Regions from separate parts of the Mus musculus genome. Here all the other regions are linked to region 2. The links are chromatin contacts, called in public HiChIP or PLAC-seq maps. All regions are on one chromosome and are shown on one strand. The core of a region is the stretch at or near the end of the contact, and the rest is flanking DNA. Distances in the headings are between cores, read along the strand shown. Region 1 has its middle 14 kb from the start of Kif13a. Region 2 overlaps Kif13a (kinesin family member 13A). Region 3 overlaps Cap2 (CAP, adenylate cyclase-associated protein, 2 (yeast)).

Region 1 (2,872 bases), core at 279-2,778, 130 kb before region 2:
CGGCTCACTGTAACACACCCATGGCTTAGCCAGTTTTGGCTATGTCAGAGGTTGTAATCCCTTTGATGTTTACAGTAACTTCATCTCCCTCTAAGCTCTTACTACTAAGGGGAGCCCCACAGCCTTTTATCTTCACTCTTAATTTCTGTGCCACTTCGATTGGGTCCTCTTCCCTCTGCCTACCTCTCTCTCAGAGTCTCACTAGAGAGTACATGTTGGGAGCAAAAATAAAAGGGGGGCCCGGAGGGCCCTGGGAAAAAGTAGGGGAAAGGAAAAGGGGCCTAATGTCGGGGGCCAGAGTTCCTGTACTCTGGGCAAGCAGAGGCAAGCACTCAGCCCCTGGTGAGCATGGCTGACCCACTCGGCGGGGGGTGGGGAGGCGGGGGGTGGAGAAAGGGGCAGCCCCCAACCGGGGACCCTCCCCCACCCCCCGCCCCGGAAGCTACCTTGCTAAAGCCCCAGGGTTGCAGGAGAGAGGGAATAGGGGAAGAAGTTCCCAACACTGACCAGAGTGCGCTGCGGAACTTGATGGAGCAGAGACTCTCTATGGTTTAAGAGCTTTATTATACAAAGCGTGGAGAAAGATAGAAGGTAGGAGAGGGGGAGGGGGAGGGGGAGAAGACAAAGAGAAAAGGAAAGAGGAGAGAGAAGTGAGAGTTAAAGGAACAAAGGAGTAAGAGTAAGAGAGCGTGGTGGGGGCTGAGCACCCCTTTTTATGGTCTTCACTGTTGCTAGGTAACTGGGAAGGAGTTTAGCCTGAAGGTCAGAAGCTTGGGCCATTGCTTATGTGACTACTGACCATGCTTCTCTTGTGGGGGCTGTGGGAGGTGGTACCTTAGGCAGGGGCCGGAGTTCCAGGAGCATGAGGGAACGCCTACCATATCATGTAGGTGAATTATGACCATCGGGTTCAGAACTCAGCTCGACTGGAGACCAGCCTGCAATTCCCCACAAATACAGGCTGGTCATCCTGCCTCTGTCACCCCAGTATAATTAGAGGCAGCTACCACTATGCCTGGCTAGTAACTATAGTCTTCAGATCAGAATACATCCTGCCAGAAAGGACTGTTTTGTTTGGGGCTTTTTTTTTTTTTTTTTCTGACTTTGGTTTTCTTTTGGCGAGTTCCAAAGTATTCCCTGAGCCCACTTTCAAGAACTAAGCCCACCTGTCCCCTTGCACCGTGGTCTACTGTCAATGTGACAGGGTACCTTCGTCAAGTTATCCCTAAATGCCAATCTACCAGAACGGGCTACTTCATAATCAGGGTGTCCCATTCCTAGGAAAATCTCTCTGAGGAAAGACGGAAGAATTTCTGTTTCCGTAGCTCCAAAGGCTGTTCCTGGAGATCTGGGCCTCCTGATGAGGTCTCTGGGTTTATTCAGCTGCTTAGGGCCTTTGCACAGGGAGAAAAGGCAGCCCTGACCTGATCAGCTGCTGGCTCCACTCGGAAGGGGGCAGGGCAAGTATAGACAGAGGCCTCCATCCAGGGAGGTTCCCTAAACCTCTCACTACAGGTTCCTTGTTGAGGTAAACTTTTCTTCACATTATGTGAAGGTGTGTCTCTGTATTTCCATTGTTAATTCTGTACTGGCAGAGAGCTAAATGCTGACAGGATCTTTATTGTTATTTCTGGGGCCCATCACTGGCCTTATGTTGTGTAAATGTTATGACCTACTTCACTTGCCTAAAGGCCTAGAATTGTGTCAGAGGTTCTGATTGGTTGAAATAAAGATCTGACAGCCAATAGTTGGGCAGAAAGTGAAGGGCAGAGAGGGGGGGAGGGGGTGGAAGAAGGGGGAGGAGGAGAGGAAGAGGGAGAAATAGTAGATAGATCCTGGGGGAAGAGGCAGACAAAGATGATCCTGAGGGAGGATACAGAAGGAACAGGATTTACCTCAGTGGAGCAGAGAGGCACAGAGCTAGCCATGTGGAGGGACATGACCAAATGAGTCAAGGTAAGTTTAGGCTAGCTAGCTGGGAAGACTGCCCAAACGAAAGGCCTAAGCTTTAAATGATATAAAGGACTCCTCGCCTTCTCTATACCACTGGCAGGTCTGAGAAAGACCCTCTATGGTTCCCTTTTAGATACTGTCCATCTCCAGCTTAAATAGTGGGTTCTCAGGCGATTTCCAGTGTCTGACTAGGGGTGGGAGCTGACAACTCTCAGTGAATTATATTCGTTACCTTTTATATCCTCTCTGCTGCCAACACCAGATGCACCCGGACATGTTCCTGGCCGGTCTCTCTCTCCCCACTTTCTGTCCGTCTCTGTCTCACTGCCCCCTTCTCTGCCCTCATAGCTCTGCTCCTGTCTGTCTGCTCCCATCTGTCTGCCTGTCTACTTGGCTCACTCACTGCCTTTATTCCTTCCCTAGGTCCACACTCCTCTCCCTTCCTCCAATAAACTCCCTTTATACCAGATCTGTTGCATGGTACAATTACTTGGGCACACCTTGGCATGGGCCCATGAAGTGTCCCCTTGCTGAATTGTATGTCATAACACCACAGGCTGTTGGGGGTAGAGACCCCCACATTTAGGGTGGGTCTTCTTTCCTCAATTAAACCTCTCTGGAAGCTCCCTCATAGACAAGCCACAGACGGGGACAAGGACCTTTAGCGTTTGGACATGCAGATTCCTGACTAAATCAAAGCATTAGATCCAATCTACAGCATAGATCATGCAATTTACCTTATCCATTGAAAATTATAAAATCTACAGCCACTATGGAGACCAGTGTCTGAAATCTTCAGAGATCTGGGAACAGGTCTTGTTGTCTAACAGTTTCCTCTGAGATAGGATCATCCCACCCTGCAGAGGAGCTCCTTAAGCAGGAAGGTAAACAAATCAAAATAGCTTCAGGAAGTCCCTGA
Region 2 (2,700 bases), core at 79-2,578:
TTGGACGTTCAGGCTCATCTTCCACTGTGTAGCAAGTTCAGGGCCAGCATGATTTCTCCTTTTCTTTCTTGCCTGCCCCTTAAGAGTTAAAAGAGTTCCCAGTCACAGCGAGTACCAACCCCAGCTAGTTAACTTCTGCCCAGTCACCTTCAGTTCTTCTAGAGCTGACCTGGTAAATTGTCACTGGGGGTTGAGGTGGGGTGGGGTGAGGTGGGGTGTCATTGGCTGTCCTCTGCACCAACCCCAATCGCCAGTGCCACACCTCACTGTCTTCCTCCTTAGTTTACCTGTGGTGGCAAAGCTGGATGAAGTGGCATGCTGGTACCCACTTCAAATAGTAAATTTTCAATCCAGAATGAGAATTCAGTGCCTGCTACTGCTAACTCCAATTTTCTTATGTTTTAAAATAACACCTAATCACCACTGATAAAGGAACAGGTGTTGGTAGAGTTTAAACATTTTTAAAAAAATGTTTGAAGGTAAGCTTTTGGCTTAAAAAAATATTACATTGTTTGCTGATCTATCTATCTATCTATCTATCTATCTATCTATCTATCTATCTATCTATCTATCTATCTATCTATGACAGACATGCACATGCCAAAGAGTGTGATTAGAGGTCAGAGAACGATTTTCTTCCACCATGTAGGTCTTGGGGATTGAACTCAGGTCATTAGGCTTGGTGATGAATGCCGTTATCCGATGAGACATCTCATCAGCCCGCCCTTGGCTTTGAAGCGCCAGACCTCCCGTGCGATTCATTTCCTACTCCTGATTTATTCCAAGTGCTTTGAGCACTTCCGGTTGAGTCCCTTGTGAACTTGGTCTCCCGTCTTCAATTGTATGTTGTAGGATCATACCCGGGTGGGTGCAGATACCTCTCAGGACATCCAGCTCTTCGGAATAGGGATTCAGCCCGAGCACTGTGAGATCGACATCGCAGCGGATGGAGACATCACTCTCACGCCCAAAGAAAATGCAAGGTAGGAGGCGCTGCGGAGGCTTCTGCCCCTCCCTCATTTTTAGGACCCTGGCCCTTTCCCCTTGCTTATTGCAGTTATGTCAAAGTAAGAATACACTAGATATCCTTGAGGATTTACCTTCTGTTTATGGAGGGTGTATTAATTACCGTTCTCGTTGCCTTAACCAAAACCAAACAAAATACAAAACCAAAAACCAAAGGAGGGATATATTTTGGCTCCTGATTTGAAAGAGTAAGATCCATATGGCTAGCAAGTCATGGTAGCAGGCACGGCTGGTGGGATGGTGAAGGATCCTTCAGAGGATGAAGCAGCTGGCACTGTCATGTCTGGAAGCCGACCTACCTAGACACTGGATAGCTTTATCGCCCAAGGGCCGCCCCTAGTGACTCACTTCCTCCAGTGAGGCTCCGCCTCCCAAATGCCACAACCTTTGAATACAGCGCCACCCAGTGGGAAGCAAGTATTCTAGCACGTGAGCCTGTGGAGGCTTTGCGTATTGAAATCATAGCAGTATCGTAACTTTGAGGCATAATAGCGCTCTTTTTAGGACTATTACGGCAAAGCCTTCGTAACCAGGGTTAAACTGAAGGGTGTATGTTTTCATGAATGAATTTCAAAAGTTCAGGCGTCAGAGCCCTGTGGAGCCCAGGGCTTTACTAATGAGAGATTGTAGGAGAATGTGACTTAAAGATCTTGTCTACCGCGTTTTGTCATTAGGTTTCCCTGAGCATCCTTTAGGGAAGTTACTTTTAACTACCTTTCCACATCTGTACTTTGTTTCTAAATTGCCAGCAACTTTTTTTTTTTTAATGAGCTGTTGAATATATGTATTTAAGGTTTAGGGGTGCTTTAATCTGTGTGTGTGTCTGTCTGTCTGTCTGTCAGTGTGTGTCCTATGTCTGTGTGTGTGTGTCTTTCAGTATGTGTGTCTGTCAGTGTGTGTCTATCTGTGCCAGTGTGTGTGTGTGTCAGTGTGTGTCTGTCTGTGTCTATTTATATGTGTGTGTGTGTGTGTGTGTGTGTGTGTGTCCTGTTCAGCACTGCATAGGCAGGGCCGGCTGGCCTGGGAGCACTCAGGGCCTCTGTGTCTACCTTCCTTGTCTCCCTGAGAACAATAAGACCACAGTTGTGTGCTACACCTCCAGCTTAACCTGGGTTCCAGGGCTCTGAATTCAGGCCCTCACACTAGCTTTGCCTAAAGAGCCATCTCCCCAGCTCTGGTTTTAAGTGTTATGAAATGCTTTCTCTCTTCATTAGAAACACACAGAGTTGGGGACCCCTCTTTGAGGGGACTGGGCAGGCCCTGGCTCTCTGCTGAGACTGTTTCTGTTACTCTTTCAAATGTCTCCCAGAATGCATCCGTTAGGAGACCGGTCCCTGTCACTTCTGTGAGTCTTGAGGCTACTGTCTTCTATCCACCTGGCACCTTCCTTTGTGTCCCTCCAGGTCCTGTGTCAATGGCACCCTTGTCTGCAGTACTACCCAGCTGTGGCACGGCGACAGGATCTTATGGGGAAACAACCACTTTTTTAGGTAACAACTTCACGCTCTCTAGCGTTCTTCATTTCCTTTTTTTTTTTTTCTGTTATGTATAAATCGAGCTGGTATCATCTAATGATGAAAACCTCCACAGAATTAACTTGCCTAAGAGGAAACGGCGGGACTGGTTGAAAGACTTTGAGAGAGAAACCAGTTCCGCGGAGCACGATCTAGACGC
Region 3 (2,791 bases), core at 202-2,701, 160 kb after region 2:
AATCCAACCCTAGGTTATTATTATTATTTTTTTAGAGTTTTGAGCTCTTTCTATTGAGCTTCTTAGTAGACCCTTATGTTAAAAGGAGCATTATAGGGCTGGCGAGATGGCTCAGCGGTTAAGAACACTGACTGTTCTTCTGAAGGTCCTGAGTTCAAATCCCAGCAACCACATGGTGGCTCACAACCATCTGTAATGAGATCTGATGCCCTCTTCTGGTGTGTCTGAAGTCAGCTACAGTGTACTTAGATATAATAAATAAATTTCTAGGCTGAAGTGGGTGGGACGGACCGGAACGAGAAACCTTTATTCCCACATGATGGCTCACAACCATCAGTACAGCTACAGTGCATTCATATACATAAAAATAAATAAATAAATAAATAAATAAATAAATAATTTTTTTTTTAAAAAAAGAGGAGCATTCTATTTTGGCTCCCTCCCTTGCCTGCCTGTTACGTTGTCTTCAAATGAAGCTCCCGAGATGGCAGCTGATGGGCACCTCTCTAAGAATGCTAACATGAATACACCACAAAGCCTTTTCTGGGCAGGCTTTTGGGAGGTACTCACATAATCGTCATCCTGAGGGACCAGGACATTCATCTCGGACGACTTCGCGCTCACGATCTCACAGTCTAGTGCATCTTCACTGAGGTACAGGTGGCATCCTTCTGTCTTATTAATGGAGATTGTTGGTACTCTCCCCATTACCTAAGGGGAAAAAATGGGACTGAAGCAAAGAACTAAAAATGGCCATGTTCCCAAGCAGGTACTTCTGGAGTTACTCCTGAGTTTAGCTTTGGACTTATGGGGTAGCATGCTCTCTGTGTCTGTCTGTCTTCCTTTCTCTCCCCCACTCCCCTCTCTGTGTGTATCTCTGTGTCTACGTGCAGGGCAAGTGTCATCTGAGGACACAGTGAAAGGACTATACAAGGGGGGTGGGGAATCCTAAGTAGGCAGGATTTCCCTTTCTTGAGATGAAATTAAGGGATTAATTTGGAGGCAGCAGCTAAAATGTTCAGAAAAGCCCTGCAACCCGTTAGTGAATCTGAAGCGCCTCTCTGATTTCACGATAAGAGAAACAGGATTCATTTGCTTAAAATTTAAGTTTTGACAGTTATCTCTGAGACTGGGGCTAGAACAAATATCCATACAGACACTGAACAATAAGATTAATTTCGAAGAGAAGCCAAGTAGATTGTTCCCAAACTTCAGAGCGAACAAGAAACTCTCCAATTCTTCTCATGGAAGCCATTTGCCGGGTAAGAGGCAGAAGGTGAAGTTCAGATGAGATGGGTGTCTGGGTGTTTCAGAACGTACTCATTTCAGGAGCTCAGACTCAGGATGCTGACCCAGATAATCGGAACCCTTGAGCAAGAGGAGGCAGCGCTTTGTACTGCTTACAAGTATCTAAGTCCCGTAAAAACTCAGATCAGTTTTAAGTTTCTCTTCTAACAATCAGTTTTCAACCCTTCCCACAATGTCCACAGGGATCTAGCATTCTCCCAAAGACTTCATAACTACTCTAGAAGTTTCCTTCTTGTAATGGTAATTAAAGCAATAAAGACATCTCTCCTTTCAACCTGAAGAAAAGGCTTAGTTTGCAAACCAAAGGAACACTTTCTGTCTGGGGTGCAGGTGCCCAAAAGAATTCCTTGTGGGGCGTCTAGCCGGTCACTGGGCTTCTCCCCGCTTTGCTCCATAGAAACTGGAGACTGAGTTGGAATTGAAGCCCAGAGCAAGAGAAAGGTCCAGCTGAGTCGTTCAAGGTCAGGCAGGTACAGGCAGGGCTCTGCCTGAGTTAAATAGTATATATACAGAAGAGAGAGAGAGAGAGAGAGAGAGAGAGAGAGAATGTGTGTCTGTGTCTCTGTGTGTACATGCATGTATGTGCTTGTTTTAAAAATGTGCTTAGACATGTTTTCATGACTTCTAAATTTCTTTATGTTGTAATGATGAAAAGAGTTTACATGCCGGCCTGAAGCCCACAGATACCACCAGCCTAGCTAAGGAAAGCGAGATGCTGCCAGCGACTCCTAGAGGCTTGGTTTATGGATATTATTTCTCAGTAATAATTTGAAAAATTTCCACTGATGATGGTTGTCTGTCTTCCCCAATCTTTATGTATACACGAACCACCCATTTTTGAGAGTACAGTTGGATGCCATTTCACAAACGTACAGAGATGTGCAATCAGGACCACAAGCTGCTTCTAGAATAGTTCCACTATTCTAAAAATATCACTAATGGCCACTTACAGTCGGTCCCCATCTCAGCCCCAGGCAGGTAAGTGATTTCTGCTTCAGTTGTGCCCTGGCCCCTTTCAGACAATTTACTAGGCACTTTAACTAGGTAATGGCACTCTCTTGGTTTGAGCACTCAGAAATTCACTAAGTGTTCCATCAAACGTTTCTCTTGTCTCCGAATTGGTCCTTGTAGCTCCTTCCACAGGCAACCAGTAGTTCACCCTTCCTGAGGTAACTGTTCACAGTGCACAGTTCACATCCTTAAAAATGTAACAAGATACTTCAGGCATGGAAACATACAAAGAATAATAGATACATACACTTTCTACAACAACTTTATTAGTGTGGCATTCCAGCTAATTCCCTTTTGGTTTGTTTGAAAGTTCCCTTCCTTCCTTCCTTCCTTCCTTCCTTCCTTCCTTCCTTCCTTCCTTCCTTCCTTCCTCCCTCCCTCCCTCCCTCCCTCCCTCCCTCCCTCCCTCCCTTCCCTTCTAATAGGGTCTCAGGTAACCTAGGTTGGCCTTGAACTCACTTTGGGACCAAAG

Evidence for each region. HiChIP or PLAC-seq counts read pairs in DNA pulled down with a chosen protein or histone mark.
Region 1: an H3K27ac HiChIP or PLAC-seq map of embryonic stem cells shows a contact between it and region 2, with 7 read pairs. The contact joins two enhancer-like sites. A contact is called at or near these places in 3 of 39 promoter capture datasets (the HPC-7 cell line and liver), 3 of 484 Hi-C or Micro-C datasets (muscle stem cells and stem cell-derived neural stem cells), 6 of 115 datasets of contacts at active chromatin or transcription factors (cardiomyocytes, embryonic midbrain, embryonic stem cells and 2 more) and 2 of 9 other capture datasets (adipose tissue and pancreatic islet).
Region 3: an H3K27ac HiChIP or PLAC-seq map of embryonic stem cells shows a contact between it and region 2, with 2.1 times the contacts expected there. The contact joins two enhancer-like sites. A contact is called at or near these places in 6 of 484 Hi-C or Micro-C datasets (B cells, CD4 T cells, the G1E-ER4 cell line and 2 more), 1 of 115 datasets of contacts at active chromatin or transcription factors (embryonic stem cells) and 3 of 9 other capture datasets (adipose tissue, embryonic stem cells and liver).

What each region holds. Positions count from the first base shown.
Region 1 is chr13:46,942,292-46,945,163 of GRCm38.p6, reverse strand. No RefSeq gene overlaps it. Among named protein-coding and RNA genes, the nearest start is that of Kif13a, 14 kb to the right of the region's middle. Within about 2 kb of position 1,528, at least 9 of the 459 cell types and tissues checked have an H3K27ac peak or open chromatin away from gene starts, as enhancers often do. A contact at or near this core is called in embryonic stem cells, where this site is marked.
Region 2 is chr13:46,808,974-46,811,673 of GRCm38.p6, reverse strand. Kif13a (kinesin family member 13A) reads left to right here. Exons shown (of 38, transcript NM_010617.2): 14 at 853-983; 15 at 2,430-2,516; 16 at 2,617-2,700. Among named protein-coding and RNA genes, the nearest start is that of Gm24620, 43 kb to the right of the region's middle. Within about 2 kb of position 1,328, at least 30 of the 459 cell types and tissues checked have an H3K27ac peak or open chromatin away from gene starts, as enhancers often do. A contact at or near this core is called in embryonic stem cells, where this site is marked.
Region 3 is chr13:46,644,446-46,647,236 of GRCm38.p6, reverse strand. It overlaps Cap2 (CAP, adenylate cyclase-associated protein, 2 (yeast)), which reads right to left. Exons shown (of 13, transcript NM_026056.4): 12 at 571-711. Among named protein-coding and RNA genes, the nearest start is that of Fam8a1, 24 kb to the left of the region's middle. Within about 2 kb of position 1,451, at least 9 of the 459 cell types and tissues checked have an H3K27ac peak or open chromatin away from gene starts, as enhancers often do. A contact at or near this core is called in embryonic stem cells, where this site is marked.